7 separate regions of the Mus musculus genome follow, and all the other regions are linked to region 4. A link is a contact called in public HiChIP or PLAC-seq and promoter capture Hi-C data. All regions are on one chromosome and are shown on one strand. The core of a region is the stretch at or near the end of the contact, and the rest is flanking DNA. Distances in the headings are between cores, read along the strand shown.

Region 1 (2,700 bases), core at 104-2,603, 920 kb before region 4:
AATTATCTGTTCCCTCCCACCAGGTCCCCATTCCAGTCAGGAGAACCTCATCTCCCTGGCTCCCAAGACCTCTGTCAACTGCTCCTCAGTTCCCAGCATGCTTGGCTAGGCCACTGGGCCCTGTTCCTATTCACCCCCCTGGTTCTGGCCCATCCAGTTGGAAAAGCTCCCCTTATTTCATTGTCCTGCTCAGACCTGCAAATGTAGCTAACAGGCCTCTGACCTGCAGCCTGGGGCCACAGTCCCCCTCCCCCCCACCATCCAGCCACATTGAATGTCTTCTCCAGCCCTTAGTTCCTTTTGCCTCAGGGCTTTTACATACTGTCCCCTTTGTCTGGGACATGCTTAGCCTGGCTACCTGGCACTCATCAGTAATAAGCACGTGGGAGGTGAGATGGAGTGGACCTTGAAGGGTGGCAGGCATGAATGTCAATTCCAGCTCTCTCAGCTACATAACCTCATGTCTGTCGATTAACTTCCCAGGACTCATCCATAGGGAAGGGCGTAGCAAGACCTAGAACTCCTAATGTGTATTGGTTTTTTAGCCATCTGACCTACCCCTACCTATCTGAATTCTATTCCTTCTTCCTCATGCATGTACAGATGGCAGTGAGCCCCAGAAAGTACATAGGCAGCACAGCATGGCATAACCCACCCCCACAGGCACCCCACAGCCCACCCTCACATGCACCCCACAGCTCACCCCCACAGGCACCCCACAGTCCACCCCCACATGTACCCCACATGCATACCATAGTCCATCCCTACAGGCACCCCCACAGACACTCAACAGCCCACCCTCACAAGCACCCCACAGTCCACCCCTAATCTCCTAAACTAAGCCCTGGAGTCCAGGAAGACTCAGTGCTAGGTAGCAGAGAGGGCAGATTTGAGTAACAGACTGGAGCAGAGGAAGCAACGCCCAGAGAGGAAGAGGCTGCCAAAGGGAGGGCTCTTCAGTATCTAACACCCTTGTTCTAGTGCCCAACTGAAGCCAACTGAATTGTGAGAAACTCCTGCATTTCTAGCCAGGGAGGAGGAAGGGGGTTCCCTGGATTTCAGTGAAGTCTTAAGTGACTTATATATCTTGTGAAACAAGCATGGTTGAGGCTAGGGCTGTGGCTCATCAGTAGAGTACAAAGCACACACAGAGCCATGGGCTCAAGCCCCGTGGTTACATAAAGCCAGGCCTGGTGGGTGGGGCATGCCCTCAACCCCAGTACTTTGGAAGTAGAGGCAAGATCTGGAGTACAAGGTCAAACTCAGCTACATAGTGAATTTGAGTCAAGCCTGGGCTACAGGAGACCTTGCCTCAAAAGCAAGCAAGCAAACAAAATTCATTGTAAAAATGAGGAAATGAGCCAGGCACGGTGGCTCATGGCTATAACCACAGTGTGTGAGAAGCTGGCGGGAGACCACTGCTGTAGATTTGAAGGCAGCGTGGTCTACATAGTGAGTATGGGGACTCCTCGGACCAGGTCACGAGAAAATAAAAATTAAAAAGTTTAAAGAAATAAAGCCATAAATGAGGTGTTTACATATATAGTAGCCACTAATAAGTGGGGCTGTGCAGTGAGCCGATTCTCTCCCCCTCCTTCTTCTCTCCCTCCCTCCCTTTCTTCTCTCCCTTCCCCCTTTCTCTTCCCCCTCCCTCCCTTCTCTCCCTCCCTCCCTTTCTTCTCTCCCTCCCTTTCTTCTCTCCCTCCCTTTCTTCTCTCCCTCCCTTTATGCATGTGTTACACCCTCCCATCCTCTTCTTTCATCTTTCTCTGCCTCCCAGTCTTTCAAATTCCTTTACCCCTTCTTTTTACATTTTTCCCATACAATATATTTTGATCATGTCTCCCCACCCCACAATACCTCCCAGACCCTTCCCATCTCCTACCCACCCAATTTTATTCTCTTTCTTGAAAATAAAGTCCAAGAACAAACCCACAAAAATTAAAATTAAAAGAACCAATGAGACATACATATTGCGCATATATATATATATATATATATATATATATATATATATATATCCACCAAAACAAAGCAAAATGAAACAAAAAGTCCACACAAAAAAAGTGGAATTTAGTTTTAGTTTGAATTAGCCAGCTACTGCTGGGCATGGAGTCTGCCCTAGAGTGGTTGATAACGCCCAGTGAGACTCCATTGGAGAAAACTGATTTCCTCTTTGGCAGAGAGTATCAATTACAAATAGCGTCGTGGTCGGGGTGGGACCCCATGTCAACTTTCCCCTCTCGGTTCTGAGACCCCATCAGGCTTGAGTGTGTGCTGATCTTGTGGAAGCTGCCGGGGTCTCTGAGTTCATGTGGATGTCAGTCCTGTTGTGTCTGGGATACATTGTTTCTTTCGAGTCCTCCAACACCTCTGGCTCTTATAATCTTTCCACCTCTTTTTCCAGGCAGATCCCTGAGCCTAGAGGGGAGGGGTTTGATGGAGACATGCCATTTAAGACTGACTCCCAAGTCTCTCACTCTCTGTCCACTGTCCACTTGTGGGTCCTGGTGGTTTGAATGAGGATGGAGCCTGTGGGCTCATGTGCTCTTCAGGTGGTGGAACTATTTGGGAAGGACAAGGAGGTGCAGCCTTGTTAGAGGTGTGGGCTGCCATTCCCAGTTAGCTCTCTCTGCCTCATGCCCGTGGGTCAATAGGTAAGGTCTCAGCTACTGCTCCAATGCCAGTTCTTGCTTGTTG
Region 2 (2,743 bases), core at 237-2,736, 960 kb before region 4:
TTGCATTTGATCCTAGTATTTGGGAGGTTGGGGCATGAGAATAGTGAGTTCAAGGCCATCCTAGGGTACATATTAGGTTCTGGGATATCCTGGGCTACATAAGAGTCTTTCTCAAAACAAAAGACTAATAAAACCAACAAACACAAGAAACCAGACAATAGCAATACACAAACACAAATCAACATTTTACTTTTAATGAAGTGTACATGTTCAGTGATTATTAGCACCAATGAGTAAAGAGCGGAGGAGTTGTGCAGGAACCAAACTGTGAAAGAAAAGCAAAACGATGCTGGAAAGCAGAGCCCCGCAGTGTGGAGAGTGCGACACTCTGAGCGCTAAGTCACTCAACTTATTAATCTTAAAAATGACAGTACAAAAGTACTGTTACTTTAATACATCATTTTAAAATGCCATACTTTACTTACCACCTCAGATCTAATCCATTAAAATTAATACATCATAATTTTTCTTTTAAAATTTATTTTATTTTAATAATTTAATAATTTATGTTTGCAGGCATTTTTCCAGTGCCCGTGTCTGTGCACCATGAAAGCACAGTACCAGCACAGACCAGAAGAGGGCATCAGATCCTCTGGCACTGGAGTTACAGACAGTTGTGAGCTACTCAGTGGGTGCTGGGAACTGAACCACGGTCCTTTGGAAGAGCAAGCCAGCGTTCTTAACCGCTGGGCAGTCTCTCCAGCCTCCTGGAAACTCTTCATGTTTTGATTTCTTTGGGTAAACTGTAGTGCATACCTCCCCATTCATCTTTATTTAATGCCTACACCTTCCCCATCCATAGCCCCTTCACCCAAATCTACTCCTTTGAAGTGGAAGGGATCTCTGTGTACTGACTGGTTCTGTGTGTCAACTTGACACAAGCTGGAGTTATCACAGAGAAAGGAGCCTCCCTTCAGGAAATGCCTCCATGAGATCCAGCCATAAAGCATTTTCTCAATTAGTAATCAAGGGTGGAGGGCCTGTTGTGAGTGGTGCCATCCCTGAGCTGGTAGTCTTGTGTTCTATAAGAAAGCAAGCTGAGCAAGCCAGGGGAAGCAAGCCAGTAAGTAACATCCCTCCATGGCCTCTGCATCAGCTCCTGCTTCCTGACCTGCTTGACTGGCTTCCTTGGTGATGAACAGCAGTATGGAAGTGTAAGCTGAATAAACCCTTTCCTCCCCAACTTGCTTCTTGGTCCTGATGTTTGTGCAGGAATAGAAACCCTGACTAAGACACTCAGGCTCCACAGCTGGGTGCCAAGACCTCCATAATGCTTCTCTTGCAAGGCCATATCTAAGTGCAGCTGACTTCCCACGATGAAGGGAGAAAGATCAGCCCGGAGGAATTCACTCAGCTCTGAGCCTGGAGAAGCTGCCACCATCCAAGTCTAGCAGGATCTTAGGGCAAGGATTGAGCAATGGCAGAGAGTACAGTCACCCCCCAGCCCCCCAATCCCTTCCTAACCCGCTTGACCTGGCTCAGCTCTGAGGTGTTTATGGCAGCTTTCTGCAGGCACAGCCATCTGTCACCTGCCTTGTTTCTTGGTATCAGCTACCCCACAGAAGGGCTAGTGAGCTTTTGAGGTGTGGGGGTGGACTGAGCCACAGGCTGGCCCTCTGCTGTGATGGAGACCCTAGAGTCCCAGGTAAGGTTGGGGGATGGGAAATGATAACCCCTGTCATGAGCTTCCTTGAGAACCTGACCTACATACAGTAAGATGCTTGGCTACCTGTCTTGGGTCTAGGCAGAGGTGAGACACCCTCCAGGGTAAAGGTTTGTCCTGGGGAGACGGTGCAGCTGCAGGGACTTATTCACTCAGGGTTGCAGGAGGAACTGCTCCTTGGCGTTTTGTCATAGCTGCCTGCTGAATAAAGAGGGACTCGGGCCGGCGGCAGAGGAGTCACTATTGCCCCGAGAGGACTGGACATGTCTGAGGCCCTGCCCTTCCCCAGCAACAAGACCTCAACCCCTGAATGCAATTTGAAGACACTGTACTGGGCATGTGTCCACAATGACCTTGCTGAGCTCCAAGCCAGGCTGGACGCTGGTGTGTCCCCAGAGGAGGCCTCCCAAGTGGACAGCAACGGGAGGGTGAGATGCCCCAGGGCTCACCAGAACAGTTGAGGACAGTCCAGGCTTCATACATAACATCCTGGTCTGGGTCCCCAGAGAGTCACAGAGTCATCCCCACTCTAGATGGGTGAAAACCATCTTGACAGGGGTTGGGATAGGCCCTGGGGGAAAACAGACTTAGGAGGGAAAGGAGGTCCTAAGAAGAACTTAGTGGAAAGTGGGGGTCCAAGCTGCTCTGTCCCCTAGACAGGCCTCATGGTTGCATGCTACCATGGCTTTGGTTCCATTGTGGCTCTGCTCAGCTGCTGTCCTTTCCTGGATGTGAACCAGCAAGACAAAGACGGGAACACAGCCCTCATGCTGGCTGCCCAAGCAGGTGTGAGACACAACGCCCCACCCCAGCCCACACCTACCCCACCTTCACCCCCAACTCCATCCCACCCTCACTCCCAGCCATTAGGACAGCAGCCCCAAACCTTGCACAAGAGTCTCCCAGGCCAAGCTTCAGCATTCCCTTACCTTGAGAGACTAGCTATGTGGTCCTGTCTCTGCAGGTCACATGTCTCTTGTGACTCTCCTGCTCAACTACTTTGCTGGCCTGGACCTGGAACGCAGGGACCAGCGGGGACTCACAGCTCTGATGAAGGCTGCCATTCAAGATCGCTCCGAG
Region 3 (2,737 bases), core at 18-2,517, 720 kb before region 4:
CTGAGGGATGGCTGACACTGATGGCACCACCTCAGACCTTTCTGGAAAGAAGCAGGCGAGGCAGAGTGAGATAAACAGAAGCAGGAAGTGATGTTTGGAACAGCTGTGTGCCTGTCCAGACACGCTGTCCCTCCGGGAAGGAGGGTATAACAATGCTTGCTTGTGTGGTGAGGTGCCACCTTGGGGTGGGCCCCTAACACCCCAAGTTGGCAAGAATTGCGCCACAGTATAGTTTAGAGTTTCTCTAGGGAGCTGGAGTTGGAGGAGGTTGCTGTGTATATGTCTGTCTCACAGTGTTACCCCCTTAGGGGCACCGAGGAGACAGTGGCTTTCCCGGGGAAACCAAGTGTTGCTTGGTAAAACAGCTCTCAGAGGCACTGTATTCTAAATGCGACCCCCTTGGAGTCATTAGGTGACTCTGATCAAGTTTTTTTTTAAATGCCCCCAAGCCTCCATTTCCCACCTGTAAAATGGGTGCCAGACAGAACTAAAAGCAGTTAATGCTTTTTAAATATTTACTCCATGGAAGACATTATTCTAAGTGCTTTAGGATCTGTTAAGAAATAATGTCTGGGCTGGGAGGTGACTAAGTGCTGGGCAAGGCTAAGACCTGAGTTTGAGTGCCCAGAACCCATGTAAAGCTGGGCACTTAGTGTGTGTCTGTAATCCTCCTGCTCCTAAAACTTTTGAGATGGGAGGCAGAGACAAGAGTGTCCCTGGAAGACTGAGGGCCACCTAGACCATCATGCTATGCTTTGAATAACAAAAACACCAGGCTCAGTCAGGGTGAAGGGGGAGAACTGACACCAGAAGTTCTCATCTGACCGCCACAAGCACATACCTACAGATGCACACACACACATGCACACAGAAACACATACACGCATGCATATACTCACACATGCACAAACTCACATACACACACAGGCACATACCCGCGCATGCACACAAACTCATACATGCATGCATGCACATACTCACATATGCATATATGCATGCACACACACATGTACACAGGCACACATGTGTATACACATGCAGGTACTCACACAAGCACAAATGTGTACGCATGCACACATGCACACACACTCCCAACAGCACAGTGCCTGTATTGTGCTTCCTATTTTACAGATGGTGAGATAGAAGCATGGAGAGAGAGAGAGAGAGAGAGAGAGGGAGAGAGAGAGATATTAAAGCAACCTGCTCTAGCCAGCTCTCATAGTTACTGAGCCAGGTTTTAAATCTGGCTACTCTAAAAATGTACTCACTCCGTCGTCATCCAAATCCACAGAGTGCTCAGGAGCATTAACTGTGAGTTGGTCTGGAGAACACTCGGCACGGTACCCAGACAATACTAAGTGATCAATACATAGTATCTAATGCCACAGTTGCTGTGATTGGCATGGGTAATAAGGCTGGGATCTAGACTGCAGGGCAGAGCAGCCTGTTCTGAACCTGTCTCCCTGCCAAAACCATTTAGATGGTGCTGGCACCTCTGCAGCCTCCTAGGAGACTGGCTGCAGGGGGCTCTCAGCTGATTCTGCCCAAATCTCCCAGGACCCAGGGCATCTGGGAATGGCAGGCAGTACTGAGACTAGACACATGCAGATTCCATGCACACTGCAGAGCTGACCAGTGGGTTCTACCCAGCTGTCTGGAAATGGCCTTGTAGCAATGTGCTCCCTGGTGCTGGGGAGAGAGGAAGGCTCCCCACTTTTTTGGAATTCGATAGGATATAGGTCTATAACACAAGGCTTTTCTGATCAGACCCAAAGTTGAAACTCAAGTGTCCAGGGCTCCGAGAGCTACTCATAGTCCACTGTGTTTTCCTGTCATGAGAGGGAGCTGTAGCCTATACCTCTGTTTGCTCAGGCCTGCTCTGTCCAGGAAGGGAGCCAGTCATTGTCAGTGGCTGTGGAGCATGTGGGACGTGGCTCATCTGACTGAAGTGAGCTACTGTAAGTGTAAAGTGTGCTTCACTTTACATTTTACACTTTGCAACCCTCTGGCTCAGAACTCATTGTATAGAGGCTGGGGCCTTGAACTTTCAATCCTCCTGCCTCTCTCTCCTCAGAGTTCAGATTATGTCTGACTCTGAACATTTAATAGGAGAAAGAAAAGTAAAATAGTCCACTAGTACTTATATTGATTATGAGTCAAAATACTCATACTTTGGATATATTGGATATTTGGATAATATAATAACACATTAAGGGGAATATGGCATTAAAATAATTCTGTCTCCCTTTTTGGGGATGGCAGCACTAGAGATGGTTGAGTCCTGGGGTTTCCTAGGGCCAGGGAAGCACCCTACTAAAAAGTTATAGCCTAGCCCAACTTCCTGTTCTAAAACATGGGTTCTAGAAAACACTTGCATGTCTTGGATTTTATTTCTGACAAGCAGCCTGGGCTTAGGGGCTCACTGGCATCTCTTTGGCAAAGGCCATTATGCACACAGAGTGGATTATAAAACCCACATCCTGGTGCCCAGCTCACTGGCCACCTTGGTGCTCACAAAAGTAGAAGCAACTGTTTACAGCTGGCCTCTGTGGCCACCTGCTTCTCAGAGGCTTCAGCCAAACACAGATGGGGTAAAATCGCCCCTCTACTGACATGTGCAGGCTGGTGCCCTGGCCATTGGTTCCTCAAACAAGATGGCGTGAGAACTACTGTTTACATTGTCTTTGGTAGTATATCTCTACAATACAGGGGAAAAGGTGCCCAGGTCACATGCAAA
Region 4 (2,966 bases), core at 35-2,534:
TTGTTTTGTTTAGTTTTGTTTTGAGACAGGGTCTGTGTGTATGTAGCCTTGGCTGACTTGGAACTGGATATGTAGACCAAATTAGCCTCAAACTCTCTATACATAGAGATTTGCCTTTGTCTGCCTTCCAACTGTAGGAATTAGAGATGTGTGCCAGCTGGGCATGGTAATGAATACTGTTAATCCCAGCATTCAGGAGGCAGAGATAGGTGGCTCTCTGAATTTAAAGTCTTGCCTGGTCTACATAATGAGTTCCAGGACAGCCAGTGCTATGTAGAGAGACCCTGTTTCAAAACACCAAATTAAATATAAGTAAATAAATTAATTAAGGGTATGTGCCACCATGCCTGTTTCTGCAAATCATTTTTTAAAGTATATTTATTTTTATTTTATGTGCATTGCTGTTTTGCTGCATGTATGTCTATATGAGGGTGTCAGATCCTTTGGAACTGGAGTTAGAGTTGTGAGCTGCCATGTGGGTGCTAGGAATTCTGGAAGAGTAGTCAGTGCTCTTAACCGCTGAGCCATCTCTCCAACCCCTGTTTTTATTTGTTTGTTTTTTGTTTGTTTTATGGTTTGTATGTTTTAGGGTCATAAAAAAATTTTAGGAGCTGGAATTGTGGCTCAGTGGCTAAGAATGTTCCCTGTTCTTGTAGAGGGGCAGGCCATCTGGAGTTGTACCCAACTGCCTTTTACTCTATTAGCCTACTTACCTGTAATGTTTATCATTTGTAGTATTTTATTCAAGGTAGTTTTAATCCCTTTTTATATCCACAAATGTCTGTTAAACAGTGCCTGGCACGTGGCTGGTGTTCAATAGTTTCACTTTTTGAAATATATATTTTTAAAAAAAATGAAGCATTCGCTGTAAGAAATGTGGCTAGCCACTCGGTGCTGGCCCTTGTCAGTCCATTGGAGGGTTAAATGAGGCAAAAGCCCATGGTTCAAATGTTACCTTCTTAATTGAAACCATTCTACGGAACATTATATTTTCTTTGTCTTTACAAAAAGTGATTTAAAAAGAAACTCAGAATCTTCCCTTCGGAAAAAATCAATTGTGGCACACCCATTCTAGATTCCAAGTCCACTCTGTTCCATAGAATCAGCAAGTGCGACCCCGCCCTTCGCGCCGATCCAGCACCCACAAGTCTGTGCGCCAGGAGACTCCGCCCCGGGCGCAGATCGGACCGGACGGCCGCGCCGGGCCCGACGTAAAGCGAAGGGTTTCGCGACAGCTCAGACTCCACCCCTTCGGCCACATGTCGCGCAGGTCTTCCCGTCGGACGCCGCGCCACCCCCTCGCGCTGCTTTACGAACCCAGCGCGGCGGCGGCGCCCCGCCTTCTGCCTCCGTCCTCGGCTCCCCGCCCCCTCCTGGTTTCACGTCTCCAAGCCCGTCGCGCCCGCTATAATCACGTGACTGCCTCATCCGGGTCCTTTGCGTTCTCTCTCCCTCTCCCAACATGGCGGCCTCAGGTGAGTGAGCGGCCGAGCGTGGCCAAAGACCAGGCTCGGAAACAGCCTCCGGGCTTGGTCCGCTCCTTGCTGGAGGTCGGGGGCAGGAGGCACCGGCTCCTTTCGGACCTGGGGGCAGCGGCAGGCTAGCGGCATGGCCGCTTGAGGTTACCGCCTCGGGATGTCTAGGGGGAGGGGAAGGCCTTCCCCTCCCCCTCACACCCTTTTCACCCCGTTGCGCGAGGTTGGAGTAGGCAGAAATGGTGGACCCTGCCTTCAATTGGAGGAGGCAGCACAGAGAGACGTGCGGGAGGCGCGAGGCTCTCAAAGGCGTGAAGCACCGCGCCCGCGCCAAGGCGCGGGTGGAGGAAGGAGGCGGTTGGCGCGCGGACCGGAACACATTGGGCCGGGTCTCCAAGGCGCGAGGCCGTTGCGGACCCTCGTGGGGGCGGGGGGGTGCAGTTAGAACGCGAGCGCGAGGCTGTGGAGGGGCCGATGAAAGCAGCGGTGCGCGTGCGCGGCACGGGCGACGAGGCGAGGTGGTGGAGAAGGCGCGCCTCAGAAACACGCGCTGCTGGACTCCAGATGGGAAGCCTGGATGGACCTGGCTTTTGCTCGTTTATGACCTTGTACTTTAAGCTTTAGTCGGTTTGGGAGCGTGGCACGGCCGCTGTACTCCCAAGCGAACGCATATTAGGTTTGGCCCCACTATAGTTGGGGGTAGGGAACCCAGGGTGCTCCCACGTGTTAGGTGCTGTAGGGATAGACACCTAGATTTCTCCTGTGCCTTTTTCTTTCCACCTCTTGATTCAACCAACAGTTTTTATTGAGTGCACACTATATGCCAGGCAGAGGTGGGGAAGGAAATCGGGGCGTTGCATTATATAGAACTTCCATTTTTTGGGTAGTTTTAGTGTCAGGATTCAGCTTTTGTCATTTTCCCAGATAACTGGGAAACTTCCAGAAGGTGCTATTAAAATAGTGGCTAGAGGTTCTGCGTGCGTTTGTTTGTTTGGTGGAATGTATATTCCCTGCATTGCAAGTGAGGTTTGTGGAGGTCGTTTCGGGTTTTGTTTTTTTGTTTTGTTTTGTTTTCCAAGTTTTTTGCTTTTTGGGTTTTTTTGGCATTTGCAGTGGACCTGTGAATACCAGAGGGCTTTTAGACACCCAGCATTAGTTTTCGTTTTAGTTTATTTTTTATAGCATAATCTGTTAAAAATACCTTTTGGATTGCTGTGCCTAAACTGTGCGACAAGGTCTCTCATTTAGCTCTTGACTATCTGACCAGGCTTGCCTTGGGGTTGTTGGGATTAAAGGTGTTTAGCAACACGCCTGGCAACATTCAGTGTCTTAACCAGAAGTCCATCTTTTCTAATATTACAAGGAAATCGGGTTCTGTCTTTGGAAAACTTTCTCACTGAATCTACTGCCTTCGGCCATGAGAACTTCCTTTCCTCCCCTGCATTGCTGGACATTGAACAGAGTTTTTGGCCGTGCCAGGCAAGCACTCCA
Region 5 (2,870 bases), core at 97-2,596, 830 kb before region 4:
GACACACGCCTTTAATCCCAGCACTCGGGATGCAGAGGTAGGTGGATTTCTGAGTTCGAGGCCAGCCTGGTCTACAAAGTGAGTTCCAGGACAGCCAGGGCTACACAGAGAAACCCTGCCTCAAAAAAATTAAAAAAAAAAAGAAAAAGTCTTACTTTATAGCTCAGGCTGGCCTCAAATTCAAGATTCTCTTAATCCTAGCCTCTTGAGTGCTGGGATTATAAATACAAGACACCATACCTGGCTCTGCTCTACACTGTAAAGCTCTGCACTAGGGATAGTGTTTAGTGTGGTGAATGTTATGTGTGTTATTATAACGCTGAATTATTTAGGCAATAGTGACAAGAACAAAACCTAGATAAGTCCAGTGCAGATGTAGTTTTGTCTTGTTTTCCTGAAACATTAGAACCCACCCCTGAAAATGACATTTATTTCTGGAGAAGCCTGGTCAAGACACCAAAAGCTCCCTGAGCTCTGACTACCTCCTGGGTAGCTTGGTTCTCCCTGGCACCTTCTCCTGGGGTTTGACCTGAGCCATCTGGGAAGCATGGTTCAGCAACCTCTCTATCTTTTTTTTTTTTTTTCTTTCTCCCCTCCTACCTCCAAGTGGTCTTATTTTTTGTTATACTTTAAAAAACAAACAAACAAACAAACCCCAAACAAACAAATCCAAACCTTAAACATCTACTTATTTTATGTCTGTAAATTTTTGCCTCTGTGTATGTATGTGCACCCCGTGCATGCCGGGTACCCACTGAGGTTAGAAGAGGGCGTTGGAACCCCTAGACTGGAGTTAATGACGGTCGTGAGGACCCAAATCTGGGTCCTCTTAGAGCAGCTGGAGCTCTGGACAGCCGAACCATTTCTGCAGCCCTTCTGTTTTGCTTTTATTCGGGGCAGGGCTTCTTGTAGCTCAGGCTGGCCAACTCCCAAATGCTGAGATTACAGGCCTGGGCTACCACGCCCAGCAATTAACTTCATTTTTGCACCATTGCTTGTGTGGGTCTAACGGAAAAGGGCCTAAGAATTGAGGACATTCACCTTTAATCGCACTCCGTGCCCCTCGGGACTGTCTGGAACAGATTTGGATGCCAAGTCTCCAAGCCAGCCGCGCTACGAGTTTCCACACACCCCCACCCACCTCCTGCCTGGGCCAGGCCACCCCCACCCGGGCAATGACGTCTATTTGCATGCACCAGCGCCAAAGGAAGCGTTGGCTCAACGACGATTTGCATGCTCTCACGCTATTGGCTGCGAGGGCGGCGCCGCAGCCAATGGCTGCAGCGGTGTTTACAGCGCGGCTTGGGTGATGTAATGGAATCCTGGCTAGCCCGCCGAGCTCCCTGCGGACTGCGCGGTGACGTAGCGGCTTCCCCGACCGCACCCGGCGTGCAGGGCCTGGCGCGGGCAGTAGGGGCATGGCTCGCCCGAGGCTCGGTGCTGCCCCGCCGCCCGCCGCGTTCCTTCCGGCTTGGTGTTCCGGTGGCGGGACCAGGGAAGGGAAGCTCGGGCCAAATCCGGTCTCGGGCGAGGTGACAGAAATTTGGAATCTGACACCGGAGGATGGCTGAGCTCCGGCTCCTCTGGGAGTGCAATTACGGACTTCGCACTTTGTCAGCCACGCAGCTCTACAGCCTTTGCTGTTGTCTGCGGGTGTCTGTGTGTGTGTGGGGAGGGGGGGGGGCGGGGCGGTGAGAGTGATTTTGTAACTCTAAAGTTACAGAGGGTTTTGTTGTGTTTTTAATCAAGAGCCCTGGTTTTGATTTGTGGGTAATCTTTCTTTAAACCTCGCCCATTTCCGGCCTGGTGACCTGGGCCACTTTCTCATGTTGACCCAGATGATCCTCAGTAGCAAGAACAAAAGGACAACAGATGTGGAAACACTCAATGAAGCACAGGAAGGGAAGATGGCCTCTCCACCTCCAATCCAGTGGCCTTCTAGAACTCTGCAGTCCTTGCAATAGTCTTGGGTGACCCCATTTATTTTTTTTTATTTTTTGCCTTTGAGTGTATGCTTAAATGTGGGGAATGGCGGGGGGACCCCAGCCAAGTAGTTATTGATCCTGAGGCTGAGGAAGGGACCTATGAAGGGAATCCCCTTTGCAGTCCCAGGCAGGGGAGTCCCTCTGGGCCCAGTGGGTTAGTTAACCCCTCCACATCCTCTAACCCAGGCAGGGAGGATGTGAGGTAACATACTGGCTCCTCAACTATAAGCAGCTGAATCCAGGTCACCAAGTATGCTAGATGGCCTTGGGCCTTGTGGCTCAAGGTGGCTTACTGTTTTTCACCCTTGGGACTTCCATCTTGTCCCTGTCTCATACCCTTGAAATTCCGGACAGCCTAACCTCCATGGGGTGTTCTTTCCATTTCTAGGCCTTTTTCCACACTATACCCCACATTCTTTTTCTCTAGGGTGGCCCCTCTTCCCTCATATATCCTTCCTTACTCTTAATCTGTCTTGACTGTGTAGATATCCCCTCATAGTAAAACTAGCTGCTGGGCTTTTTGTCTCCGTGTCTTTTTTTTTTTTAAGACTTATTTATTTATTTATTTATTTTTTTGTATATGAGTACACTGTAGCTCTTTTCAGACACACCAGAAGGGGGCATCAGATCCCATTACAGATAGTTGTGAGCTACCATGTGGTTGCTGGGAATTAAACTCAGGACCTCAGGAAGAGCAGTCAGTGCTCTTAACCGCTGAGCCATCTCTCCAGCTCTTGTCTCCCTGTCTTAGGAACCCTCCAGGGTGTGGGCTAGTACCAATGAGGACTGCATCCCTAACTGCTCCTAGAAGCCCAGCCTTACAAAGGACTGAGTGGTTTACCTTCCCTCTCCACTCTCCTGTCTGCAGGAGGAACTGGGAAGTGG
Region 6 (2,854 bases), core at 94-2,593, 650 kb after region 4:
AATAATAATAATAGCAACAACAACAATCAAGAGTTCAGGGGGTAGAATAGTTGGGTGGGTAGAGGTGCTTGCCACCAACTCAAGGTTGGGAGAAGAGAACTGATATCCCCAAGCTGTGCTCAGACTTCTGTACACCTATCTTCACACAGACACAGACAGACAGACACACACACACAGAAGTAAAAAAAAAAAAGTTAAAACAGAGTAGTACTCAGAGATGAATAAGAACAAAGTATGGATGGTGTACATGTTTGAAATGAAACTCACTGTATATTAACTTAAAAAAAAAATACACCTCAGTCCAGAGCGGGGAGGCAGCCCTTTTCTCTAGCCCACACATCTGCTTCCTGTGTCAGGTGCAGCTGATGTGTCCAATCAGACATCACCACTAGTCATATGCACACCCCCAAACATCACAAACCCACACCAGGCTGAGACAGTGGGGGAGGAACTTTAAAAGAAATTAAACACTCCATGGAGAAGGAAAGGTGGGCCAGCAATGCAATAGGAAACAGTTTCTTTGTCGGCTTTTTTTTTTTCATCTATGAAAAATCTCTCATTACAGCTACTCCGTGTTTTCTTCAATATAAGTCTTCTTAGGTTAGAGTGAGATCTGTCTCTAAAGTTCTACCCGTTGAGAACCCCAAACCCCTCCTTTCCCACAAAGACAATCTGTAACAGCTGCAGATATTCTTCAGAACTGAAAGTGTATGTGGTCAGATGCTGATGTTCAAATGCATTCTCTCTCTCTCTCCCTCTCTGTGTGTGCGTGTGTGTGTGTGTCCCCTCTCCACTGTAGGGCTCTCAGCGTTTTGGCGTTCCACAAGTTGGAAGTTTTCCCCTCAGGGATTCAGCGTAGTAAAGGCCTTTGGATCTTTGGATTTGGGTAAGAGAGAGAAGGTCTGTGAGGGCAAAGACTTGCCTGGAAAAGATTAAGCAAATATTTCAGTCCCTTCAAGCTTCCATAATCGGATCGAGCTTTACTGAGGAGGCCCCGCAAGAAAGTGAGGACAATGCGGGCTACTCCTCAAGGCCCCCCTTGAAACCAACAAAACCGAAACGTGGGGGAGGCTTCCTTAGTGCGTAAAGTATTAAAACCTAAACGCTCCTACCGTCCTCTTCTACAGTTCTCTCGGATTAGCCTTTCGCAGGCTGAGAAGCGGGCTGACCACCCCCGCGTAAGCCCACCCTCAGTTAGGCCAAGTTTCTTACCCCACGGACGGATCAGCTGTTCCCCTCACCTTTCACCAACAACAAAAACAGCACTCCGACTATAGGAGGGGAGGGGAAGAGTGACGCGAGAGCTTCTGGGGCTTGTGGTTCTTCTATGACTCGACACTGTCTACTTTTCTACCTGTGGAACTACATGTCCCAGGAGGCTGCGCGCGAGGGGCGGGGAAGAGGGCGGGGCGGTGATGGACTCAGCGTGGCATCCCGGGAGATGTAGTTCTTACTCCCGAGGCAGTTCAGGAGGGTGTGTCTTCCAAAGGACTTCACGGCCCATGATTCCTTAAGAAAGGGCAGGCTGATCTAGTGGAGGCTGCTGGTTCGTAGCATGCTTAGTGGGAGAGTTGACGGCTTTAACGCGTTCTGCACAGCTCTTTTCGGTGGGGCGGAACGCTTCCAGCACAGCCTTCTTGTTCGCTTTTACAAGATAGGCTGTAGTGTTATATCTACTTACAAAAGAAAAAACTTGTCTAAGGAATCCTCTAGGGTCAGGGCTATGAAACTGTAGAACTCTGCCAGGCCTCTCCCAAGCTACGAGCTACAGCCACCATGTTGTGGGTGGGGAAACTCACAGGGGTGGTAGTGGTTATTTATTTTTAGCTTGTTCTGACTTCAGGGTTGACAGAGCTTGTAAAAGTCTCAAAGCTTACTGTTTGGTTCCAGCTTGAGAAGATTTCCATGCCAAGGGGTCCGATAACACACACACACACACACACACACACACACACACACACACACACATACCACACCTGCACGTGCTCCCCCTGGAGTGGCTTCTGGGGCTAGGATTAGGGGACATAGCTTGAAATGGTGGCTAGGCTGTGGAATGAAAAGCATGCGGTTGAAGAGAGAGCTTGGCAGGACTGCCACAGCTCACAACAAGCTACTTAGAGAGGCTTGTTTGCCCAAGCCTTTTAACTGGCTTAAATTAATTAGAGCAACAATACAATTGTTGCTATAGGGTTGTTTTTTGTTTGTTTGTTTGTTTTGTTTTGTTTTGATAGGCGAAAGAGTCACACTGTTCCCACACCGCAGTCACTTAAGGACTTGAACCGTCCTCATCGTTGTGGGTGGCCTCCAACCCTGGAAGAGTTCAACCCCCCCCCCCTTTCTCAATATTAAAGGATTAAGTGAGATGTAATGCTACACACCTATAACCCTAGCAATTGAAGAGGCAGAGGCAGGGAGATCCTGGAGATTTCGATTCTGACTCAGGCTACACAGGAGACCCTGTCTCACAAATAAATAGTTATGCCGGAAAGACAGCTGTCCTCTCCTGGTTGGGTCCATTCTAATTATCTGTGGCAGTAGGTTCTGGCGGCGCCTCTTCTTTTACTTTTTTTTTTTTTTTGGTAGTTTTTTTTTTTTTTTTCCTTTTAAGATTGAATAGGGTATTTGATGCTGTCCTTGGGTGCCTTTCATTTGAAGATCTCCAAGCATTAAGTCACTGGGCTGCACAAACATTAAGATGACATGTCTGTGTCATTAGTCAGGATTTATGAGTTAGGGCACAAGCTGCTGGATGGGGAGATAGTTCAAGGTCCTGGGTTAGCTACGAGTGAAGCCTGTCCAAAGACTCAAGTCTCAAATGTTTATTTTGTCTGCATTCAGAATGAAAGCTTGTAAA
Region 7 (2,979 bases), core at 296-2,795, 660 kb before region 4:
TGTGTGTGTGTGTGTGTGTGTGTGTGTGTTGCCTCCACCTGGCACTGAGTGGCCTCTCAGGTTGGTCTGGGAATGTGGGAGCAGGAGGAATCTAGCTAGCACTGGAGTTTTAAAGAATGTTCCAGGGAGGGGTAAGAGGCCCAGGGCAGATGTGGGGTAGGCTCAGGAATGAGGAAGTATTTCTCAAGCCTGTGTGTGGTGGTTATAGGGGGCCGAGGCCTGGACTGAAGTGCCCAGGTACTTTTGTCTGTGTGCTTCCCAGCTCTTGTTAGACCCTCATCCTGAAGGAGCTGTGGCTGAGGGGGCCAGGACCCGTCCAGGTCAGCGCACTAGCTGTGCCCTGCTGGGGCTCAGCTTGAGAAAGAGAAGGAGCTCTTGGTGTGGGTGAGAAACAACCTCCAAAGTGGGGGATGGGTGGCAGGGGCTGTAGCAGGATGGAAAGTGGGGTGCAGAGGGGGACAAAGGACTGAGGAAGCACCTTGAGGGGTAGGGAGTCTCCTTGAGAGCTTAGGGTTGTCTACCTGAAAAGGCAAAGCAGGAAGAATATGACATTCCCATCCTCCCCACCTAGGACGCCCCTAAAGGACCAGTCTCACTGCATGGAGCCAGAGGTGGGCTAAAGGCTGTCCAAGTGAGTCTGGGAAAACTGGAAGTCCAGGAGCACTCCGAGGAGCACTGAGCACACCACCACGGGTTACCACAGAGGCCAGTTTTAGTTGATTCCCTTGTCAGGCATAGCCTAGTGGGTTTGTAAGCAGGAAAAATGAGGCAGAGCAGGGAGGAACGTCTGGATGTGAACGGGAGACAGGACACACACATGTGCATACAAATGTGTTCAGTTGTGAATCCAGACCCCCCATGCACAGACTGCACTCATATACACTCACACTAGTGTGTTAGGGGTATGAGGGCACAGAAGGGTACGCACAGCCATCCCAGGAACCCATACAGTAGTTTGAGGAGGGGGTGAGGCAAGCCCTCTGAACTTGGATGGTGGGGAGGGCGCAGTTACTGAAACAGCTCTTCCCAGTAAGGATCGTCACAGGGCCAGGTTACTCAAGAACTGAGCTGAGCTCTCCAGTAGCAGCTGGGCCAGGAAGGAGAGTCCTAGGAAGCCTAGGGCTTCCCCAGCCAGTGGGTGAGGGGTTTCAACTTTCAGCAGGAGCTAAAGTTTGTCAGGCACTTCCTTTTGTAGCACTTGGCTTTCCTACTGGCCTCAGGAATCTAGGTATTCACTCCTCATACCTGCTCTAGGAAGCCTTCTCCTGCCAATTGTAAGGTGGTCTCTTTGCGGTCCAGAGATTTCTGGGCTGTGGGTATCTTGGACAACTTGCCTGAGGTGTGGGTGTCTCACGACGGCGTCTCGGCCTCCTGCAGACACTTCCCGAGTGGACGAAGAGCCTTGGGCGGCGGCTGGGGGCGGTGCGAGGGCAGAAGGCAGGCGGACAGGAAGGCCCTGGCTGCAGAGAAAGGTGGCCAGCGGCCAGCCCCGCCCTGTCCCCACCTGTGTGCGCTCAGCCTCCGCCCCGCATGGAGGAATAAAAGGTCGCAGACTGCCTGAGGTCAGGGAGTTCGCGCTGCTCCTCGCCTCGTCCAGCCAGCTGTGTCCAGCCGCTATGTCCATCCACTTCAGCTCTCGCTCCACTGCTTACCCGGGCCGCGGGGCTCAGGTGCGCCTGAGCTCGGGCCGCGCCAGCTTCGGCAGCAGGAGCCTCTATGGCCTGGGCTCATCAAGGCCTCGTGTGGCCGTGCGCTCCGCTTATGGGGGCCCGGTGGGCGCTGGCATCCGCGAGATCACCATCAATCAGAGCTTGCTGGCGCCGCTGAGTGTGGACATCGATCCCACCATCCAGCAGGTGCGCCAGGAGGAGCGCGAGCAGATCAAGACCCTCAACAACAAATTCGCCTCCTTCATCGACAAGGTGAGACAGCCTCAGTCGCACGGTTCTTTCCGGCCACGCCTTGCCCTGGGAGGCTGGTGTAGGTCTCTTTCCTCTTGTGTCTTCGGTGGGCTCTGTATAGTACTTCTCCTTACACCCTCCTTTAGTCTCCAAACTCCGCTCTGCCAACAAATGGCCTTGGGCCCCTCCCTTTCCTCAAGGACTCAAGGATTGCCCCCAAGTTCTCTCCAGCTTCCATAGTTGACTGGTCTCGGGGGATTTGGAGCCACTTTGTAACAGGTGTGAGGCTAGGAGCTCTGGAGGCCAAGGCCAGCAGTTAGTTCTTTGGTGTCTGGGTCCCTTTCCCTGGGAGGAGGTTGTGAGGAGTCAGGAATGGGGTGGGATGACTCCTCCTTTCTCCATGGGAGAACTTTGTATCTGAGGTAGATGCTGAGAATAAAGGCCTGGCGGAGGGAGGCTTCTGCCCTACTTACCTGCCCGTTCCTCTACCTTTTTTGTTGGTAGGAGGTAAGGTTACCTCTGCCTTTGCAGATGGCTCTGTGGGAGACTGGGACTTGGGAGAGGGGCCCTTTGGAAGGTATCTCCCTGGCTGTCCATCCCAGTCATTCATGGGCATCTAGGAAGCTGAGGCCTGCAGTCCTGCCTGTCCCTCTGGCTAGGACCAATCCCTTGCTTCACCGTCTCCCTTCCAGTCCTCCTGCCTGTACCGTTCTGTCCCAGAAATCCTTAAAAGAAACTTCCCAGACTGCTCTAGCCCCACTTCCTGCTCTATGCTGAGCTGTGCCATCCTAATCCAGCTCATGATTCCTCAGGCTGCTGGTTTCAAGGGCTTTTCTTGCCTCCCACCTTCAGGCTGAGATAAGAGGAAGGAGAGAAGATACTGAGGAAGAAAGAAAAATTCCAGCGTGGAAGGAGGGGCCAGTCCAGTCAGTCCCCTAATACCCTCTCACCCCCAGCTTCAGAGAAGAAAGGGGCTATTTAAGGGGCAGAGGTAGAAAATACCATTGAAGCAGAATTGGCTAGGAACAGTGTACTCCACTAAGCCAAGCACATCAACTCCATGGCTTACACTTGAAAT

Evidence for each region. Promoter capture Hi-C pulls out the DNA fragments that hold promoters and counts their contacts. HiChIP or PLAC-seq counts read pairs in DNA pulled down with a chosen protein or histone mark.
Region 1: a contact with region 4 is called in an H3K4me3 HiChIP or PLAC-seq map of bone marrow-derived macrophages, with 4 times the contacts expected there. The contact joins the enhancer-like site here to the promoter of Eif4b in region 4. A contact is called at or near these places in 1 of 39 promoter capture datasets (embryonic stem cells), 5 of 115 datasets of contacts at active chromatin or transcription factors (acute myeloid leukemia, astrocytes, bone marrow-derived macrophages and 2 more) and 4 of 9 other capture datasets (adipose tissue, embryonic stem cells, liver and 1 more).
Region 2: a contact with region 4 is called in a promoter capture Hi-C map of liver, with 6 times the contacts expected there. The contact joins the promoter of Ankrd33 here to the promoter of Eif4b in region 4. A contact is called at or near these places in 6 of 39 promoter capture datasets (the 3T3-L1 cell line, 3T3-L1-derived adipocytes, embryonic stem cells and 3 more) and 1 of 115 datasets of contacts at active chromatin or transcription factors (astrocytes).
Region 3: an H3K4me3 HiChIP or PLAC-seq map of forebrain shows a contact between it and region 4, with 7 times the contacts expected there. The contact joins the enhancer-like site here to the promoter of Eif4b in region 4. A contact is called at or near these places in 14 of 39 promoter capture datasets (the 3T3-L1 cell line, 3T3-L1-derived adipocytes, the C10 cell line and 9 more), 3 of 15 datasets of contacts at CTCF or cohesin (the NIH/3T3 cell line, embryonic stem cells and large pre-B cells), 25 of 484 Hi-C or Micro-C datasets (the 3T3-L1 cell line, the C10 cell line, the C2C12 cell line and 16 more), 14 of 115 datasets of contacts at active chromatin or transcription factors (bone marrow-derived dendritic cells, bone marrow-derived macrophages, cardiomyocytes and 10 more) and 1 of 9 other capture datasets (adipose tissue).
Region 5: a contact with region 4 is called in a promoter capture Hi-C map of the SN4741 cell line, with 5 times the contacts expected there. The contact joins the enhancer-like site here to the promoter of Eif4b in region 4. A contact is called at or near these places in 14 of 39 promoter capture datasets (the 3T3-L1 cell line, 3T3-L1-derived adipocytes, the C10 cell line and 10 more), 4 of 15 datasets of contacts at CTCF or cohesin (CD8 T cells, the NIH/3T3 cell line and large pre-B cells), 25 of 484 Hi-C or Micro-C datasets (3T3-L1-derived adipocytes, CD8 T cells, LSK cells and 17 more), 31 of 115 datasets of contacts at active chromatin or transcription factors (the 230-238 cell line, the NIH/3T3 cell line, Th17 cells and 21 more) and 3 of 9 other capture datasets (adipose tissue, embryonic stem cells and liver).
Region 6: a promoter capture Hi-C map of pre-B cells shows a contact between it and region 4, with 6 times the contacts expected there. The contact joins the promoter of Calcoco1 here to the promoter of Eif4b in region 4. A contact is called at or near these places in 5 of 39 promoter capture datasets (the C10 cell line, hematopoietic stem and progenitor cells, liver and 2 more), 2 of 484 Hi-C or Micro-C datasets (CD8 T cells and pre-B cells), 2 of 115 datasets of contacts at active chromatin or transcription factors (pancreatic cancer cells and regulatory T cells) and 1 of 9 other capture datasets (liver).
Region 7: a contact with region 4 is called in an H3K27ac HiChIP or PLAC-seq map of embryonic stem cells, with 5 times the contacts expected there. The contact joins the promoter of Krt7 here to the promoter of Eif4b in region 4. A contact is called at or near these places in 15 of 39 promoter capture datasets (the 3T3-L1 cell line, 3T3-L1-derived adipocytes, the C10 cell line and 9 more) and 10 of 115 datasets of contacts at active chromatin or transcription factors (acute myeloid leukemia, bone marrow-derived macrophages, embryonic midbrain and 5 more).

Annotation. Positions count from the first base shown.
Region 1 is chr15:101,154,083-101,156,782 of GRCm38.p6, forward strand. No RefSeq gene overlaps it. Among named protein-coding and RNA genes, the nearest start is that of Acvr1b, 19 kb to the right of the region's middle. Within about 2 kb of position 1,354, at least 43 of the 459 cell types and tissues checked have an H3K27ac peak or open chromatin away from gene starts, as enhancers often do. A contact at or near this core is called in acute myeloid leukemia and bone marrow-derived macrophages, where this site is marked.
Region 2 is chr15:101,114,258-101,117,000 of GRCm38.p6, forward strand. It overlaps Ankrd33 (ankyrin repeat domain 33), which reads left to right and starts at 1,487. Exons shown (of 5, transcript NM_001374225.1): 1 at 1,487-1,645; 2 at 1,858-2,091; 3 at 2,320-2,449; 4 at 2,628-2,743. The coding sequence starts at 1,927.
Region 3 is chr15:101,354,259-101,356,995 of GRCm38.p6, forward strand. All of the region lies in intron 4 of Krt80 (keratin 80), which reads right to left. Among named protein-coding and RNA genes, the nearest start is that of Gm35853, 3.0 kb to the right of the region's middle. Within about 2 kb of position 1,268, at least 12 of the 459 cell types and tissues checked have an H3K27ac peak or open chromatin away from gene starts, as enhancers often do. A contact at or near this core is called in cortical neurons and forebrain, where this site is marked.
Region 4 is chr15:102,072,489-102,075,454 of GRCm38.p6, forward strand. Eif4b (eukaryotic translation initiation factor 4B) reads left to right here and starts at 1,285. Exons shown (of 15, transcript NM_145625.3): 1 at 1,285-1,475. The coding sequence starts at 1,463.
Region 5 is chr15:101,245,170-101,248,039 of GRCm38.p6, forward strand. No RefSeq gene overlaps it. Among named protein-coding and RNA genes, the nearest start is that of Nr4a1, 20 kb to the right of the region's middle. Within about 2 kb of position 1,347, at least 406 of the 459 cell types and tissues checked have an H3K27ac peak or open chromatin away from gene starts, as enhancers often do. A contact at or near this core is called in the 230-238 cell line, CD8 T cells, the HPC-7 cell line and 36 more, where this site is marked.
Region 6 is chr15:102,720,835-102,723,688 of GRCm38.p6, forward strand. It overlaps Calcoco1 (calcium binding and coiled coil domain 1), which reads right to left and starts at 1,344. Exons shown (of 15, transcript NM_026192.3): 1 at 1,213-1,344.
Region 7 is chr15:101,410,858-101,413,836 of GRCm38.p6, forward strand. It overlaps Krt7 (keratin 7), which reads left to right and starts at 1,546. Exons shown (of 9, transcript NM_033073.3): 1 at 1,546-1,922. The coding sequence starts at 1,617. Gm671 (a long non-coding RNA gene) reads right to left here and starts at 1,335. Exons shown (of 4, transcript XR_384459.2): 1 at 1,246-1,335.